2 separate regions of the Canis lupus genome follow, and region 2 is linked to region 1. Evidence: chromatin contacts called from public Hi-C data. All regions are on one chromosome and are shown on one strand. The core of a region is the stretch at or near the end of the contact, and the rest is flanking DNA. Distances in the headings are between cores, read along the strand shown. Region 1 holds the start of WDR12 (ribosome biogenesis protein WDR12). Region 2 holds the start of CYP20A1 (cytochrome P450 20A1).

Region 1 (3,406 bases), core at 601-3,100:
TGCAAATTGAAGTTTTATCTTATTTAGTATATATTTACGTTTTGTATCTTACTGTCATACTTTCCAATTCAAATTAAGATCAACTGATAATAACTATCTGGTATTGTACTTTGTTATTTTGGCAAATGTCAAATTAATGATCGATAAAATTTATTACACTAAACATATGTGTGTTTTGTTGCTGTTTCCAAGACTTTATTTTTAAGTAAACTTTACACCCAACATTGAGCTCGAACTTAACAACCTGGAGATCAAGAGCTGCATGTTCCACTGACTGAGCCAGTCAGGCACCCTTCTCACTATAAATTTTTAAAAGATCTTTTAACCAATGATATTTTATCAATAATAAAAAAACAAAACTATCTGAAACAGAACCTAATTATCTGAAGATTAGTTCAGGCTCTATGAATTTTAATTCAGGTAATTTTACAGCTGAAAACTCAAAAAAATCACTTAGGATCAAAGGAGAATGTTTAAAACTGTCAAATTTCTTTCCCATCTATCCAAGTCAGAAAACATGGATTAAATAGCAAGACTTCAGTTAAGAAAGTGTTTCAAGCTTCAGGTGATCTAAATTATTTAAGGCACACGATTCTCACCATTACGATGAGTCACGTGGTTAAATGACCACGTTTTAGATTACAGGTTCTATTTGCAAGCCCAGTCCTTCCTTTCCTAGGTAGGACTGCAGCAACGAGGGGTTTTTGTTGGTTTGTTTTGTTTTTTATTTCTCGAACCATGAGGCTACTTTCTCGTATTTGTTCACGTTGGCAAAGTTCCTAGTCAAACTGACATCTCAATGATAATGATGGTGATAAACTAAATATTTATTACGTGGCATTTAATTCTCGCAGTGACCCAAGTGTAGCACAGAGAGGTTAATAACTAGCTGAGGCATTCCGGTTCCAGAGCCCGCATTCTAAAAAAAAAAAAAAAAAAAAAAAAAAAAAAAAAATAGGTGAGTGAACTGAAAATAGTCCCACTTTCACTATCATTGCTTTCCAATAAAAGATTACTTTTCGCTTGCAATTGTTTAAATACCTCCGCGTAGGCTCTGGTTGATTTAAATACCAGGTGCCTACTTCACTGCAGCGCATCTTTAAGCAACGTGAAGGAAGAAGGCTTTCCTTGTCTTCACCTGCACACTAGACCGCTCTGCCCACAAATTCTGCAGTCCAGTTCTGCCTAATTCTAAAATGCTGTCTCTTGAAGTCCCCTACTTGCGGCTTTTTTTTTTTTTTTTTTTTGGGCGAACGACTTAAAAAGTGACTTTGAGATCTACATGGTATCTCTCCATCCATCCTCCCACAGCGAAACTAAATTCAAATTAGGGTTAACTCTCCGGACCATTTCAAGTCAGGCAGAGGCCTTTTAGGGAACTTCAAGACTTGGAGGGGGGAGGAGGGGGGGATCAAAAAGCGTAGGAGAATGTAGAGGAGGACGACTTCTAACCATAAAATATAAAAGAGCTCATAAAGAGGGGGGGATTTAAAAAAAAAAAGGAAAAAAATAAAAAATAAATTAAAAAAAAAAGGAAGAAAAAAAAAAAAAAACAACCACCCTAATAAGCGGGGCTCCTGGATGCGCAAAGGACCACACACCGGGCGCTCCCGCCCCGGGGGTCCAGGCGCGTCTCGGCGGCGGCGGCGCATCCCAGGGCTCGTCAACCCTCCTCCAGGCACCTAACCTCCACCTTCTGCAGCCTGCCTCCCCGAGGCCCACAGCGCGGCCCCGGGAGGGGAGGAGCGGGCCTCAGCGCGTGGGGCCCCCGGGCGGCCCCGAGGCGGGGCGCGGACCGCACCACCCGGGCCCGACGGCGGCGGGGGGCGGGGGCCAGCGGCGGCTCCGGAGCGCGGGTCAGGAGGTGATGGGAGGAGGCGGAAGGAAAGAAATGGGGGTTGGGAGGCAGCGTCCAGTCCGCGGGCGCGGACAGCTCGGCCAAACCTCCGACTCCTCCAGTCCCGCCGCCTCTGAGAGCCCCACAGGGCGAGGAGGGAAGTCCACAAGCTGCCGGAGCAGAGGGGAGAAAATTCAAAACGAGTCTACTCAACCTCGTCTTGGCTCCGAGGCCCTGCCATGGAGACCAGCACAATGCGCAGGCGCATCCTTCTGAGAGCGCGCAGCGCAGGACTGTGAGACTAGACCACTATCGGCCACCGTCGTCCGTTTCCTTTTCGAGTCTCGTCTTCGCGTTCCTGACTCCCACCTGCGTCTAGAGAGAGCCTGAAGCTACAGCGGCGGGAGCCCTCGGGAAGTCTCGGGAGAGTGAGGTTCCGATTGGGAATATACGTAAAGACACAAAGCCTGAAAGCCTTTGGTAAATGAAAGCTGAAGGCAGAGGCAGTATAATAGATATCTGGCTGGAGTTGGAAAAGTTTAATGCAAATAAAATATCGTGAGGGCAGCATGGCAAAAAAAAAAAAGACTACAATTCCCAGTGGCTAAGCGTCTGAGAAGCGCTGCATTCTGGGAGTGGTAGTGTCTAGAAAGTGTGCTTGAGGTATCGGGTCTGAAGATAACCTCTTAAAATTAAAAAGGGAGAGAGAAACAGTTTGCACTGGGCCCTCCTGTATCTTCAGAATCGATCACAGGCCTAAATACGGTAAAGGAAAAGTAAAATTAGGGACACTCTGCCTTTAAGACTATGCTTCGCCAATCGATGATTCCTAAATCTGGGAATCGGTAGTTGATATTTGTGGGCTGGGCCTCTGGTGTCAGACCGGCCTCGTGGTTGGCTCCGGGCTCAGGAGGCCCGTTCGGACCGCATCTCCTCGCGTACCTGTGCGAGCTAATTTTGAGCTGCTTCTTCTTCTTTTTTTTTTTTTTTGTAGTCTTAAGAGACCGGCTCGCCTGTTGTCTGACCATTCCCCCTTACGCTTCCGTAGACAAGTCTCGTGCGCGCTCCTCGCCATGGCCCAGCTCCAGACACGCTTCTTCACTGACAACAAGAAGTAAGCACCCTTTGCCTCTCCTCTTCGCCTCCCTAGGATCCTTTCCAAGAGCTCCTTCCGTATGACTTTGTGAAGCCTCGGTTGTCTTTGCTCTCAGTTTTCCTCCGCTCCCCCCACCCCCCCTTTACTCCCCTCCACTGTATTCCTGGCTTCTGCGAGTTTTCGGCTTAATTGAAAGTTCTGCCTTTCCGGGATTTCCCGGGGATGGATCCCTGCGATCACTGATCCCTTTTTTTTTTTTTTTTTTTTTGCCCAGCTTCTCAGGCTCATCAGTGTATGATTTGAATTGCGAGTGTAGAGGGATCTGAAGGGCTTCGGGTTTGCTTCCCCACGTACATCTCCTTAAGAATGAACAATGGACCTGGTCGGTACAGGCTGCCGGCTAGTGGTGTTTCACAGTTTCTGAACACACAGGTTTATTTGGAGGAGGTAATAGACGATGCTTTTCTAAACCA
Region 2 (3,406 bases), core at 248-2,747, 300 kb before region 1:
CTCAGAGGTTCAGCCTCTGCCTTCCGCTCAGGGCGTGATCCTGGAGACCCGGGATCGAGTCCCACGTCGGGCTCCCTGCATGGAGCCTGCTTCTCCCTCTGCCTGTGTCTCTGCCTCTCTCTCGGTCTCTCATGAACAAACAAAATCTTAAAAAAAAAAAAAAAAAAAGATACTGGAGGCTCCGGATTGTGTAGTTGCAACATTCCAACCTAATCCGTTTACCAGCTCTGAGAAGAACTCTTAAGAAGGCGCCCGGTCACCATCAGTGATGCTTTGGCCTGTTCAGCTGCTTCACAGCTCTTTCCACAAAAACACCCGCTTGTTTCGCAGACGGGTTAAGAAACGACTGCTCACCTACCAGCTCCTTTCTTTCTCAGAATCACCCTCTGAGGCTGACAGAGGCAAGCAGAGAAAAAAAGGCTAGAAGGAGGTTCAGAGCTGAGGCAGTCGCCACGTCAAGCTCACAAGCTCGCGCACTAACGCACGGCAATGCTCGCTCCGCCGCTCCATTGGCTTCTGAGGCTCCGTGAAGAGCAAGACCCATCTGGGCCTTAAGGACTTTGGATTTCAATAACAACAGATGGAAAGTCGGATGGAAAGGCAGGAGCCGCAAAAAAAAAAAAAAAAAAAAAAAAAAAAAAAAAAAAAAGCTGGGGGAAATCCTTTGAAAGGATCAAAGCATCCTCAAATTTCCTCGCAGACATACTGGAAAATGGAATTTGGGTTTGGCGTCGTTATTGCCAAAAAGCCACCCAAAAAGTACTTCTCGGGACGCCTGGGTGACTCTGGTTTAGCGCCTGCCTTCAGCCCAGGGCGTGACCCTGGAGACCCGGGATCGGGTCCCGCGTCGGGCTCCCTGCATGGAGGCAGCTTCTCCCTCTGCCTGTGTCTCTGCCTCTCTCTCTCTCCCTGTGTCTCATGAATAAATAAATAAAATCTTAAAAAAAAAAAAAAAAGTACTTCTCGCGGAGGGTGTAGCAGAGGCGAGGCAATTCCGGGGGCGGGGAGGCAGGACCTAAGAACGCGGACAGCCGCGCGCCCCGCCACCTCGAGACGCCCGAGGGGTCTTCGAGCAGCGGGCGCCGCTCAACCCCCAGGGCTGCCCGCGCGCATGCGCACCCGCGGGGCGTCCCTGGCTCCGGAGCAGCCCCCGCGCCAAGCGGGAGCTGGAGCGGGAACCCACCGCCCTCGGGCCCGCCCCCCTGCGGCCCGCTGAGCGCAGAGCGACGTGCAGACGGGAAGCACAGAGGCCCGGGCGGCGGCTAGAGCCCCCGAGGCCGAGACGGCGGTTACCGGGTAGAGGTAGAGCACCGCTGCCACCAACGCCAGCAGGAAGGTAACGGCGAAGATTGCAAAATCCAACATGGTTCTTCCTGCCGGGAGCCACGTCTCGGATCCGACACTCGGGCAGCGGCGCCTCGGCCTGGCTCGCTCTGCGGAATGGGGCGAGTGGGCGGAGGCGCCCGGGGCGACCTGCGAGCCGATGGGCCGCCGGGGGGAAGGGGCCGGGAGGGGCGGGGCGGGCGGGGAGAGCAATGGGCCGCGGGGGGGCGGGGCCTGGAGGGGCGGGGCGGGCGGAGAGAGCAATGGGCCGCGGGGGTCGGGGCCTGGAGGGGCGGGGCGGGCGGAGAGAGCAATGGGCCGCGGGGGGGCGGGGCCTGGAGGGGGCGGGCGGGGAGAGCAATGGAGCGCCTGGGGAGAGGGGGCGGGGCGGGCGGGGAGAGCAATGGGCCGCGGGGGGTGCGGGGCCTGGAGGGGGCGGGCGGGGAGAGCAATGGGCCGCGGGGGGGGGCGGGGCCTGGAGGGGGCGGGCGGGGAGAGCAATGGAGCGCTGGGGGGCGGGGCCGGGAGGGGGCGGGGAGAGCAATTGGCCGCGGGGGGGAGGGGCCTGGAAGGGGCGGGCAGGGAGAGCAATGGAGCGCCGGGGGGCGGGGCCGGGAGGGGGCGGGGAGAGCAATGGGCCGCGGGGGGGCGGGGCCTGGAGGGGGCGGGCGGGGAAAGCAATGGGCCGCGGGGAGGGGCGGGGCCGGGAGGGGGCGGGCGGGGAGAGCAATGGAGCGCCGAGCTCGTGCGGCGGGGCTGCAGCCACACCCCAGGGCGGAGGTGGCGGAGGACGGAAAGCGCCGTCGGGGCTTCTAAGACACGTTAGGAGTTACCGTCGCTCTGCCCCGACCAACACGTGTCCCCGGGGGATTTAAGATGAAAACCCGTAAACCGGAGAGCCTCGCGCTGTGCTCCCCGGAACGACCGCAGCTCCCGCGGCGGCGGGGAGCTTGCTAGGCACGCCGAGTCCTCTGCGCAGGCGCAGACCTGCAGGGCCGAGCCTCGGGGCGCGAGAGGGTCGCCCTCGGGTGGCTTCAGCGCCGTTTCCCGCGCCTGCACCGCGAGGCGCCCCACTGCCAAGCGCCGTCGGAGGCGCCTTGTTCGAAAAAGAGTTTACAGGAAGGGCTGATACATGTGATCCGCGACCCTTCGTCCTGGGTGAAGGCAGCGAATTGCTCAGTGATGGGGGACGTCCCTTAGCGTCCGTAACCTCGAATTTTGTAAGTCGAACTTGCAAGTGCTTCGTGGGAAACAACGGAAATGATTCCGCGCAGAGATGCCTGCGGGAACAAATCGGGTAATTTAGAGAAGTACTTCGAGCTCCTGGCAGAAGGCTCCTTAGTATTGCGCTCTAGTTCTGAGCATAAAAATGCACCAGGATCCGTCTCCTGTTTACGGGACTCAAGTTTTGATATCAGTAACGCAAGACAAATATTTACGGGCGCTCCGTCTATTGAACGCCTCCTGAAAGTATAGATTTTATACTTTTAACGGTATAAAATCTGTCTCTCACACACAAAGGCAACAATTAGGTAAGAGAAATCTTTTGAGATTGCATTTTAGAACATCTGTGATAAACGACAGTCCTGTATTTTTTTTTCTAAGGTTTTATTTATTCATGAGAGAGAGAAGCAGGCTCCATGCAGGGAGCCCGATGCGGGACTCGATCCTGGGGCCCCAGGGTCACGCCCTGGGCCGAAGGCGGCGCTAACCGCTGGGCCACCCGGGCTGCCCGACAAACGACGGTCCTTAAACATGAGGCCTATCTCCTTAAAAGTGCCTACTCTTTTGGCGTCTATAGCAAATGTAGCAAAATGTTGCTATTTGATACTTCGTCTGGCAGAAATTGTACTTTTAACTCTTGTGTTTCGAACGTTTTTTTTTTTTTTAAATATCTTCTTTGGAATATTAAAGACATTTCCCATGTAAATCATATCTTATATAGGTTTTCAAAACAGTAAACGTCAGATTTTTTAAATGCCTAAAATAGATGACAGTAACACTAGACACTAATATTCAGAGGTATCTGGACTCCCCTTTAGGTTCTAAATTGACCTTTATAAAGCCACAGACCTTCTGAACT

What was found. Hi-C and Micro-C count contacts between places; a contact is called where the count stands out from the background.
Region 2: a Hi-C map of blood shows a contact between it and region 1, with 3 times the contacts expected there. The contact joins the promoter of CYP20A1 here to the promoter of WDR12 in region 1. A contact is called at or near these places in 2 of 9 Hi-C or Micro-C datasets (both in blood).

What each region holds. Positions count from the first base shown.
Region 1 is chr37:11,644,211-11,647,616 of UU_Cfam_GSD_1.0, reverse strand. WDR12 (ribosome biogenesis protein WDR12) reads left to right here and starts at 1,850. Exons shown (of 14, transcript XM_038585435.1): 1 at 1,850-2,317; 2 at 2,886-2,951. The coding sequence starts at 2,911. CARF (calcium-responsive transcription factor) reads right to left here and starts at 2,195. Exons shown (of 18, transcript XM_038585420.1): 1 at 2,052-2,195.
Region 2 is chr37:11,941,481-11,944,886 of UU_Cfam_GSD_1.0, reverse strand. It overlaps CYP20A1 (cytochrome P450 20A1), which reads right to left and starts at 1,497. Exons shown (of 12, transcript XM_038585486.1): 1 at 1,294-1,497. The coding sequence starts at 1,365.